Linked DNA regions of Mus musculus: region 1 is linked to region 2. A link is a contact called in public Hi-C data. All regions are on one chromosome and are shown on one strand. Each heading gives the region's core, a stretch centred on a gene start, on an enhancer-like site or on the middle of the called end of the contact. The rest is flanking DNA. Distances are from core to core; before and after follow the strand shown. Region 1 overlaps Pex14 (peroxisomal biogenesis factor 14). Region 2 has its middle 11 kb from the start of Gm42350.

Region 1 (5,286 bases), core at 2,601-5,100, 210 kb before region 2:
AATACCCATGCATATAAAATAAATAAGTATTTTTTAAAAAAGCAAACAACTGGCTCAGTCTCTTCTGACTGGGTAAGTGTAAGTGTTGCTAACGTGTTTATTACTTGGGCTTTCCCACACATTTACAAAAACTCACCACGCCCTGGGCTTGTAAATAACTGTACCTCCCCTGGCCTGTGAAGAGGCTGCCTCAGCCTGTTGCTAAAGCCCTCCATGTCAGCGGCTGTCCTCTGTGACAGTAGCAGTCTATAAATCCTCCAGAATTGATGGCAGACATCAAAAGTAACCCTTTTTGTTTTTCCTCAGTATAGCCAGAGAGGGATTAACAGGAAAATGGGGGCCCTCTCTAGACTGTACAGATCAGAAATAGACATCATGGATGCTGACTGGAGCTCCACCCAGTCTTTCAGACGGAGGTCTCAGTGTGTGTAACACAGAGGGCAGCTCACTTCCGTCTTGTTCAGTAGGTATACTGCTCCCCAGAGGCCCTCAGTAAATTTTATAGAAAGTTCCCTCCTTATGTGAAGGCACTAAGCCTGGTGTAGCTGCTATAATTTAGGGCTCCAAGGGAGTACATCTGCCTTGTGAAATAACCTGCCAAAGTGTACAGAAACTTTTGATCTTGCTTGATCTGCCTGTGTCATAGCACTACTGGGCTCTAGGCCCTGTGACCACAGCCTGTCTGCTTTGAAATTAAAGCCTCGATTTGCATTTAGTTCACAGTTGCAATGGTCCTCTTGTGTGCTGTGTTGGTAGAGACTTGTGAGCTTGTCTGCTGATGTTCTAATGTCTGAGAGCACCACACCTGGCTGTGGCTGAGTGTTCATAGCTCCTCTGTCTCCTCAAGGACCCTCTTCCTTACACAGGGAAAGCAGCCCCGTCTTGTCTCCTGCCAGGTCTCCGAGTCTGTAAGCCGCCGGCAGTGAACTACGTGGTGCACTGGCTTCTTACTCAGTGATTTACTGGGAGAGGCGCCTGCGGGAGACCAGTGTCCTTGCGCCTTTGCTTGGTTTTCTTGCACGTTTGATATATTTAAAGGATGTATTGTCTTTATGGGTCACCGGGATAAGGAAGGGATTGGTGCAAGTTTTAATGAGAGGTCTGAGTGCTCTGTGCTGAGATGAGAATTACATTCGTGGGTAAATATCTTTCTTTCCCTGGGTGGCAGGAGGCAGTGTTTTGCTGTCTCCGAAGCAGCCTTTCTACGGAACAGTTTTCAGAAGGATACTGAGAGAGCATCCAGTTTCAAGGCATCAGCAGCAACTTTTCCTTCAGTTGTACAGACGCCAGCCATTTGAGGAGAGGGGAAAGTCTTCATCCCATTCTTGAAGTTACACATTAATATCAAGATCAGGAGAGCCAGCCCACTCCAGCTCAATTTGCATAAAAACTTTCATTCAGACTAGTGATATTTAGAACTGTTTTTCTCAAAAACTGGTCCTTGCTGCTTGGGGAATAGTTATCATCAGAGAAGGGAGCTTTGGCTTATTTGCTTAATATTTTAACCTAGCGGATTAGACAGGTTGGGGAGCTGGGGGAGGGGATAAGAGAGTGGGTGGGGCGGCCCCATAAACAAGGTGATATATAATATTTTTTTTGTTCTCCTTTTAAATAAATACCGATCAGCTTTATGTTCAGAGACAATAGGAGCCGTTGGCTTAAATTTGCAGTTTACTGTATTTATGGCTGTAATATCAAGGTGCTGCCGTCGTAATTTCATGCCCCAATGAGAAGAGCAAGGTCGAAGCAAATGCTTCCATCGGCATCTGCTAGCACACTAACTCATAAACAAGGCCCGGCTGGATCAGGTGGCACGGAATAATACAGGCTAATGAAATACAGCACAGCTTTCCATTACTGTTAGTTTTTACAGTGTCGTCATTACGTGTAATTTATGTTTAAAAAATTCAATTTTATACAAGGCACTGGGAAATAGGGGTCCACAGGTCATCCAACGACTTTTAGAGGCTCCGAGAGTCCTTATTGTACTCTACTGTTCCAACAAAATGTTAATAAAGGAAGAATACTTTTTCCCTTTCCCTCCCTGAGCCCATTCTGAGGGAGTTGATTTTTCTTTTAATTTGGGGAATATCTTTAGCCAGCTGTCTTCCTGCCTCATCTCCTCCTGGAATGTGCCAAGCAGATAACTAGTTGTGTTCTGAGAGAGGTGACCCTGCTCTGTTTCAGAGTCTTAGTTGACTCAGAAATGGAGGGGCTGTAGATGGAGGAAGATGATCTGAGTTCTGGGCCCTTCGCTGCCTCCCTGGGCTGTATGCCCCCCCTCCATTTCCTCTTGTTCTCTACAGTTTGATTATAAAGTCTGGTCCAGACTGGAAGGTACGGCCGGGGTTCATTGCCTCCCATATTTTCAAACCATTCCTAGCCCTTCGGTCTTGGTCGCTTGCCCCACACAATGCAGAGAACACTGCTGTCACCTGTCAGGTTTCTGTTTCACCTCGAGTCAGGCCCAGAGCTGTGCCCAGCAGGCACTGCAGTAAGTGTGGAGTTGCTTGATCTGAGAAGTCCTTGTGCAGCCAGCCTCACAGGAAACCATCATCCTGCCGGGAAAGGACATGGGCATCATGATCACACACGCGCGCACGCGCACGCGCGTGCACACACACATCTTTGGCTTCTGTTTGCTTTCTAATAGAAACCTTTAGGAAAAGAAAGCAGGTTGTTTATATGCTAGGATATAAAAAATAGGCAGGTGTGACTGTCCTGAGTCCAGTTCAGATGGCGTTGGAGCCCACCTCTGTGGTCACTGCAAAGCCGTTCCTTCTCTCCATTCTTTTAAATGTAGCCCTCTAGGGAGAAGAAATCTCCACAGGGGCAGCAGTGGTAACTTCCTGATGTTTGGGGAAGTAGTTTGGAGCGAACCAAGGGAATAGGAAAGGTGCTGGGGACCTTGGAGGGCTTTGCAGATTAGGCAGCCCAGGGCCTTGCAAGTCAGGGAGGATCTCTGGGCCGGCCCAGCCTCTGGCCACTGCTCTTCCTCCTAAACAGTGCTCCTGTTCTTTCCCTGAGAGGAGCGGGCAGGACTTCCTTAGTCATTCTTTCCTAGTAGTAGATGGTAGGGTGGGAACTCTAGAAGGATCACCCATGGTGGAAGGGAATTGCTGGAAGAAGATTAAAATGCCAAGTCCTAGTGGTGTCAGATAACCAGTCTACCCCTCAGCTAAGAGAAAAATGTAACCTTATCAGAATGAACTAACTCTTCCAAAGGCAGATAGATAGGGAGGGAGCAGGAGGCTTGCTTGCCGCCTGCAGAATGGCAAAGTCCTCTGCTCTCTGTTCTGTTCAGCCATTGCTCAGTCCCTTTGCGATTAGATTATTCCTCACAGATAGCAATCAACTGGAAGGAAGTGTGTGTGTCTAATTTGCATGAGATTATTTAAAACAACAACAACAAAAAAGGTCTGCATTAGTCAGGGTGATGGTAAACACCGCAGAGAGATGCCTTTATAATATAGCCGGTGCCTTCCTTGGCTTTCAGAGCCAAATATAATTCACTTACAATTGGCAGTTTCCTTTATTATTCCTTTTAACCTTTTGGATTCTGCAAGGTCTCAATCAAAGCCCTGCATTGTTTATCCTGCGGGTGTGTAGGAAAGATGGGGGTAGGGCACCTGGATGCTTATTCATGGGTCCTGTGGCAACAGTTTATCACAGAGGTAGGGTCCTCTCTGGACCAGGAGCCAGTGGCTGAGTAGATAGCGAGTCTTGATCCAGAGAGAAGTGACCGACCCCCGACTTGGTCTTCCTCCACTTAGCTCCGTAAATAGAATCCAGTGCTGCGTGAGTGAGGACTCTCAGGGAAGCAGGGCGCTGCTCTGTGAGGAATGTCTGGGGTGAGGTGAGGGTGAGGATGCACCATGCTTCTCACTCTGGCGTTGTTGAAATGTCATCCAGTTACCATTTGCAGGTCTGCCCCAGGTTGTCTGTAGCCCATGTTTCTATATCCACAGGAACTAGCATTGGCTCTTATCCACAGGTGGGGTCCAGGGTGCCATGGGAGAAAGGAGTTTAATCCCTCTCTAAACCCTGACAGCCTTGAGTGAAGTTGCCGTCTGATGCTTATAACTCTGGTTGCCTCTGTTCTCCAAGACAAGTCAGACCTAGACGGCCTTCACCCCCACCTCAGGGGAAATGGTAGGGGTAGCACTCGAAAATTATGTGTTCTCCCCCACCCCATTCTTCTTAAGAAAAATGACTCATTTATTGAAACTAAATCAAGCCCCTGCCTTTTCTGGAGAACTAGGTATATTGGAATTCCAGCCAGTGTAGAGTTATAGCACCAAATGAGAAGCAAGAGCCCGGAAGGAAGTGCCGATGGCATTGGAACCCTCACCTCACTGGTGGGCTCGGCTGAGGGAATGCAAGCTGGCTTTTATTAGGAGAATAGTCTTGGTAAAAGCTTGGGGCCAGAGGGCAGAACAGCCGGCAGAAGGTCCTGTTCCTTTAACCAGCGCCAGCTCTCGAGGCCGAGGCGCAGCCTGTAACTTGCTGTATATTTCCCCAGCGTTAAGCATTATCGTACTTGTTTATATTTGAAAGAGCCAGAAGGGAAATGAGAATGCAACTGAATGCTCCTTTTGGGAGAATTATCCTCATTTGCAGCCAGCAGCTGACAAGGCACATGATCCACCAGGTTTAGAGAATTCCGTGGTGTGCCAGTGACCAGCAGCCTGTGCTGATGTCGCAGATGCTGCTTCCTCTCCTCTGCAGTGGACTGGGAAAAGCACCGTCCTCCTTCCCGGCTTGGAGAGGAGAGCGGTGCCCCTTCCTATTTAGGAAGAGCCATCAGCAGTGACTGACAGGCGAACGAGCCCAAGAGGCACAGGCTCCGGGGATCTGTGTCCTCACTTTTACCTGGCTTGTCTGTCTGGCCTACTCCTGCTCTGGGGAGAAGAAACAACAACAAATGCATCCTGTTTGTGGCAAGCTGTGCAGGAAGTGGGGATGCCCTTGTCCTGCGCAGCCTGGGATGCTCTGCTGCTCTATCGCCTGACCTCCTTCCCTCTGGCTGGGTGAATGCCGACCCATGGCCCACGACCCACAGCAGGGCTTGCTTGCTTGCTTCTGTCTGGCTCCTGTGTGTGAAGAGGAAGTGCTGCTGCCTCGTGAAAGGAGAGAGGTCAAGGGCCATTTTGCGTAGTTGAGGCACTCCCTTGACCGTTTGCAGTGGGGCATGAAAAGTCTGAGGGATGGCTAGCATCGACTCAGGCCAATATGGTACAGGGCCGAGCTGTGCTCTAAAGCATTAATGTATACCACGTATTAGCC
Region 2 (5,746 bases), core at 893-3,392:
GGGGGAGTATATGGGGAGTCCTCTTCTAGGATTCTCTTCTTCGTCCCCTCAAGTCAGGGTGCCTCAGTGCACCTAGAGCCAAGCCAGCAGCCTACACCCCCACGCAGGCCTTCTCTTCTTCTGCCTGCCACAATGCTGGGTTACAGGTCTGTGGGCATGCCTAACTTTTTAAAAGAGTTCTAAAGATTTCAACCTAGCTCTCCACACTTCCCCAGCAAGTGTTCTTTCTACTGAGCCAGTGCGTGGCTTTTGAAGTGTGGAACAAAAATCAGACTGGAGCTGGAGGAGCGGCTCAGTGGAGGAGCAACGGCCTCAGATGCCTGAGGCCCTGGGTTCCGTTCTCAGCGTGAAGAGATGGTGGGGGAGCAAGGCTGTGAGGGTGAAGGGATCCTGCTGAGCCCCTCCCACCATGGCTCAGGCTGCCTGCCTCATCCTACCCAGACACACCCTCCTTTTCCTGCCTGGGTTTCATCTCAGCCTCTCTCAGTGACATCCCAAAGCCCAGGACGAGTCAGAGTGAGCAGGCTCATCTCCCTGAAACCATGGCTTCCTCAGAGCGGCCCTGCCGAGCAGGTGTCTAATCTACCCCTGCTTCATCACTGGAAACCTGGGGTTCACAGGGTGAAGAGGTTAGTCCTGTCCACATGGTTGGCACACACAGGGCAGTGGACAAACCTGGATGCCTTGACTTCCCACCCAAGTTTCTTCTACTGGCTACTCACAGCAGCTCACAACGCGGTGAGCCCAGAGCAGGGAGAGGTGGCCCTGAGATGGCTCTTGCATGAAGAACCTGGAGAGGAGACTCAAAAAGGGACAGCTACTGACCCCAAGGCTGGAAACAGCTCGAGAGCAGGAACTAGTGGAAGCCTCAGGGGTCATGCGTGATCCCCAAACACAGCATTTAAAGTGGCGACAGAGAGAAACATTCAAAACACACTGGAGGCAAAAGCTTGGACCCAGCGGCAGGGACAGAGGGCTCCCGTCCACAGAACCAGGAGAGATCTTTGCGCAGATTGTCACTGCCTCTCTGCGTTGCCTAGATCTCATGCAACCGACACAGATGATGAAATAATCCAGCAAAGTTATTTTCATTGGGAAGACAGTCATGGGGATAGTCCCAAGAGGACAGAGGCAGTGCTCAGATTGGCTCCTCGTCCTCTGAGCACCTCATCTGATGGCAGAGGAGACAGAGGAGTGGGGGGGGGGTCTCACCTCAGGATCCAGTCTTCCTAGCCCCTCCCAACCCCAGGACTCCCTTGCCTAACTGTTCAACCCTGAAGTGATCAAAGACCAAAGTGAAAGTGAGCCGTGCCATGAAACTCCAGCCTGAGGAGGCAGGAGGATGGGCTGATGCAGGATAAGGAAGGATCACTGCTCACCAGCTGGGTGCCCCGGCACCCCCCCTTCCCTTCCCTTCCCCTCTCCCCCTCCCCCTTCCCTGTGCATTACTTCCATGCAGGAGTCCCCAGCCCTGTCTGGGGAGGGTAGCAGCTGGTAGTGGGCACAGCTCCAGCCCTGTCCCTATTCTATTCTGGAGCAGGCTGAGGGGTTCACACTGGGGGATTTTCTCTCCTCCTCTGGCCTGGACTCTGGACCAGTCCTCTGCCCAATTTCACAAGGTCCTGGGAACTTGAACTAGTTGGTTGAATGGATGGCATGAGTTGGGATCTGGGACAAGTGAGTGTTAATGGGAAGCAGGCAGAGGTCCTTGGGGCAAGGAGCTCTGAGAGCCATGAGGAAGGACCCCTAGGAAGTTAGGATGGGAGGGAACAAAGCATCATAGGAGGGTAACAACCATTGGCATCTGTCCCACCCAGTTTACCCACTCCTAGTCCTAACCTTGGGCAAGCCACTCAACTCTGAGCCTTCTTTTTGGCATCTGTAAAATGGGGATAATAATAGTAACAGTCAGCCTGGCAAATGGATTAAATGTAATATGTGCAAAGTGGCTGGTAATTGGTCAGCCTTCAATTAGTGGCAGCTATGACTCTTGTCAATGAGCAGAGAAGAAGACAGAAAGCCTAGGCAGAGGACCTTGTTTAGCACAGGAGAGATCTGGGGCTGAGTAGGAAGGTCAGGTGTCACACCCAAGGAGGAGGGAGAGGGGGATGGGGCAGGAAGAGGAAGGGAAGGGGAAGGTACTGGGAAGATGGCAGAGATAAATATATGTCATGATCTTGCCCCATCTGGGTCACTGCTGCACCCTGGGAGCAATGACTCAGCTGCGAAGAAAAGTCCTCCACCCAGAGACTGGTCCCACAGGCCGTGTATGGCACAGGCCCACGGGCATGGCCAGCACATGCCAGGGAGGTTATGGAACGATGCCCGGGGTCACCCATCTACCCCAGGGCTGTCTTCACACCCCAGTCTGGGATGAGGACCCAGAGCCAGTCAGCTGACTCCCCTGAGGTAGGAGAGGCCCAGAGGGATGGAGACCTAGCAAGGCCTTAGAGAAGTTGAAGGTCACAAGATCCCAACATAATAAAACTGGGAAACCCAGCACCTGCCTCTCGCCACAGGTGCCCAGTCTACTCCTAGCCTACAGCATGAGCCTCGGACCTTATTATCCCCTCCAGAGACTTCTATGGGCCTAGGTGGACCCTGGTGTACTCAGAGAGGCTTTCCAGAGATTTTTGGGTCTCAGAGGTTGAGGTTGATTCTTATAGGCCTCACTCTCTGGAATGACAAACGGATGACAAACGGATCCATCTGTCCGTATGCCCCAGGGATTCACCTCAGCCCTGAACCTTCCAGATAAATTCCCTTTCTCTTCGCCTTCACTGTGACTCCCCCGAAAATCAGAAACTCTCTGCCTCTCCCAAGCCCCCCCACCCCCCCCCATGCTGGCTCAGTATGCTGTCTAAGCCGCTCATCTCCATCCAAGCCCTGGGTTAGCAGCTTTGCTTCTGGAGGCTTCTTCTCCCTCCCCTTTCCTCTTCCCTTCCCTTCCCCCAACCCTCCTGTGCCTTCTTTCTCTATGAGTGTGTATGTGCTCATGTGTAGGTATCACCTTGCTTGCTTCTCCCTGGGATTTATCACCGTGTGTGATGAGCCAGGCTGAAATCTTCCAAAGAACAATGACCGTGTGTGTTATCAGTGACCCCTCCTCCACCGCAGAATTGTGACCACAGCACAGAGGCAGGACATTTCCACAAACCCTTAGCACCACACATCAGAAGGCCCCCAGCAACCTCAAGGTAGGCAGAGACCCACATAGAAGGGGAATAGCCCATCTAAGCCCTGGGTTAGAAGGACTTCACTCTAGAAGAGGACGCTCAGGAGGGCCTTCCCCATCTCCTGGCATCTGCAAGATGAATTCATATGTAGACACCTACATTGCCTGCTCTGCTCTGAGTACCATGGGTCAGGCCCACCACAGGGTGGGAAAGCCATCTCTTTCTGGGCACGGTACTCAGGGCCTTTCCCAACCCAGCCCAACTGCTTTTTGTATCAGAAATAAACACATGTTAATAAAAGGTGATGATGCCAGGTGACGGGCGCTGCACGCCCACTGTGTGAGGTCATCTCCCATAGACTGTTACCTCATCTAGCCCCGGCTTGATTGACATGTTCATCCTCAGTTTAAGGTCGGTGACAAAAAAAACTAATATGTCTTAGGATGGAGCCGAGACCTGGGCCCAGGTGACTCTCCTTCTAGGCAAACTCTAATCTTAGAGGACCTTGGCAGCTCTCTCCCTGAGGTCCCTGAGCCAACGCCAATTTACCCTTTCAGATTCTCCCAAACGTTTTCTCAGTGATGGCTGTCATCTGGTAGAGGGCTTGCCTAATATGCCCCACACGAACTGGGCATGGCAGCTCCCCCTGTAATCCCAGCCCTGGGAAGACAGAAGCAGGAGGACCAGGAGTCTGAGATCATCCACAGCCACATGTTTGAGGCCAGCCTGGCCCATATACAGCTCTGTCTCAACGGGGAGAGATAAATGGCTAAAAGGTGTCTGCTGCACAAACCTAACAACCTGAGTTCGAATCCCTGAGATTTTTGCAGAATCTGGACACTATGGTGCATGTCTGTAACTCCAGCAATCCTTCAGTGAGGCTAGAGACAGGGGTTGACGAATTCCCCCAAAAGCTAGCAGGCCAGTGAGCCTGGGGCACCCAGCTGCGCTGGTTAGTTTTTATGTAACCATAGAGTCACCTTGGAAGAGGGAAGCTCAATTGAGGAACTTCCCAGATCAGATGGGCCTGTGGCCACTGCTGTGAAAGAGTATCTTGACTTATGACTGATGGGGAAGGGCCAAGCCCACTGTGGGTGGCACCATCCCCAGGCAGGTGGGTCTGGGTTGTGTAAGAAAGCTAACTGGGTACAAGCCAGATAACCGGCCAGGACACAGCACTTCCTGGACTCTGCTTCAGTTCCTGCGTGAGCTCGCTGACTTCTCTCGGTGATGGACTGTGACCTGGAAGTACAAGCTGAAGCAAGCCCTCTCCAGAGCTCTTTATCACAGCAACAGTGATAAAGCAAACGCCAGTGCAGCAGAGAGACCCTGCCTGCCTCAAAAGCAAAGGTGGACTGGGCAGTGGTGGCACACACCTTTAATACCAGTACTCAGGAGCCAGAGGCAGGTGGATTTCTGAGTTCGAGGCCAGCCTGGTCTACAGAGTGAGTTCCAGGACAGCCAGGGCTACAAATAGAAACCCTGTCTTAAAAAAAAAAAAAAAAAGCAAAGCAAAGGTGGAAAGCTGGCAGAGACGTTCTGCCTAACCACTTAGTTCAGTTCCCAGAACTCATATGGGTGAGAGGACTCCCAAAAGTTGTTCTGTGACCTAAAAAGATGTCACAGCATGCACATACTTGAACACACACACACACACTAAAAATTTAAAAGCCATAAAGGACCCAAGGTTATCACTGCATCATTCATTCATTCAACTCATTCATTCATTCTTTCACATGCCTTTGCTGAGCACCCACTATGCTGAGTACTGTCTTCTGTTATCCTCCAGGGGTCCCTAAGTCCCAGTGACCCCCGAGAGATGGAAGCTGGGTCAGGGAAAGAGGGGGCGCTCCACCTAGTATCGTGCATCTCCACTCCCTCTGATCAGTCATGCTTCCTAATTCAATAAGGTGAGAAGGAGTATAATTTGATCATATTTGTTTTGCACCACTGCAAAAACAGAAAATGAAGGGCTGCACAGCCGCGCCGATTTACTTCATCCGACCTTGATTAAAAGAAAATTAATTGTCGCATCTCTCAGGATATCACAGGCAGCAGCCAATGGCTCTCCAGGACACCACAAAGAGAGAGAAAGAGCGGCGCTTCGTGCCCTTTTCTCTAGCCATTTGCAGTCAGGCACAGGGGAGCTAGGACTGGGGGGCGAGGCTTATTGCAGGTTGTTGAGACCGGAACCGGACCCCTGAACTCATCCTTTCCTCTCTCACTAGCTCTGGACTGCATCCACTCCCACCTGCTGCCCGGCGCTGGTACTCCACCCCCAGAGCCCTCCACGGAAGCTCCCCCAAACCCTTAGAGCTCCCTCTTCCCTAAGACTGGCAGGTGTCCCACAAAGAAACCCCAAGAAGACACTCTCAAAGAATCAGGACCCCTCCAGCTGCGTCCTCACTCTTTCAGCCCAGCCTGGCTCCTGAGAGAAATAGGGAAGGAGGGGGCTTGGCGCTGCCCGGGGTGAGCCGGGGCGGGGTGTCACTGGGGAGAGAGCTCATGAAAAGTTAATGCCCCCTTGCAGGTTGTTGATTTTTGTTTGTTTTTCTCTTTTTGCCAGAAGA

The links. Hi-C and Micro-C count contacts between places; a contact is called where the count stands out from the background.
Region 1: a contact with region 2 is called in a Hi-C map of rod photoreceptor, with 1.8 times the contacts expected there. The contact joins two enhancer-like sites. A contact is called at or near these places in 2 of 484 Hi-C or Micro-C datasets (nephron progenitors and rod photoreceptor), 4 of 115 datasets of contacts at active chromatin or transcription factors (embryonic basal ganglia, embryonic limb bud, embryonic stem cells and 1 more) and 2 of 9 other capture datasets (embryonic stem cells and embryonic trunk).

Annotation. Positions count from the first base shown.
Region 1 is chr4:148,985,410-148,990,695 of GRCm38.p6, reverse strand. The region is part of intron 3 of Pex14 (peroxisomal biogenesis factor 14); the gene reads left to right. Among named protein-coding and RNA genes, the nearest start is that of Gm42351, 22 kb to the left of the region's middle. RefSeq lists an enhancer at 3,445-5,286. Within about 2 kb of position 3,850, at least 23 of the 459 cell types and tissues checked have an H3K27ac peak or open chromatin away from gene starts, as enhancers often do. A contact at or near this core is called in rod photoreceptor, where this site is marked.
Region 2 is chr4:148,771,402-148,777,147 of GRCm38.p6, reverse strand. No RefSeq gene overlaps it. Among named protein-coding and RNA genes, the nearest start is that of Gm42350, 11 kb to the left of the region's middle. Within about 2 kb of position 2,142, at least 13 of the 459 cell types and tissues checked have an H3K27ac peak or open chromatin away from gene starts, as enhancers often do. A contact at or near this core is called in rod photoreceptor, where this site is marked.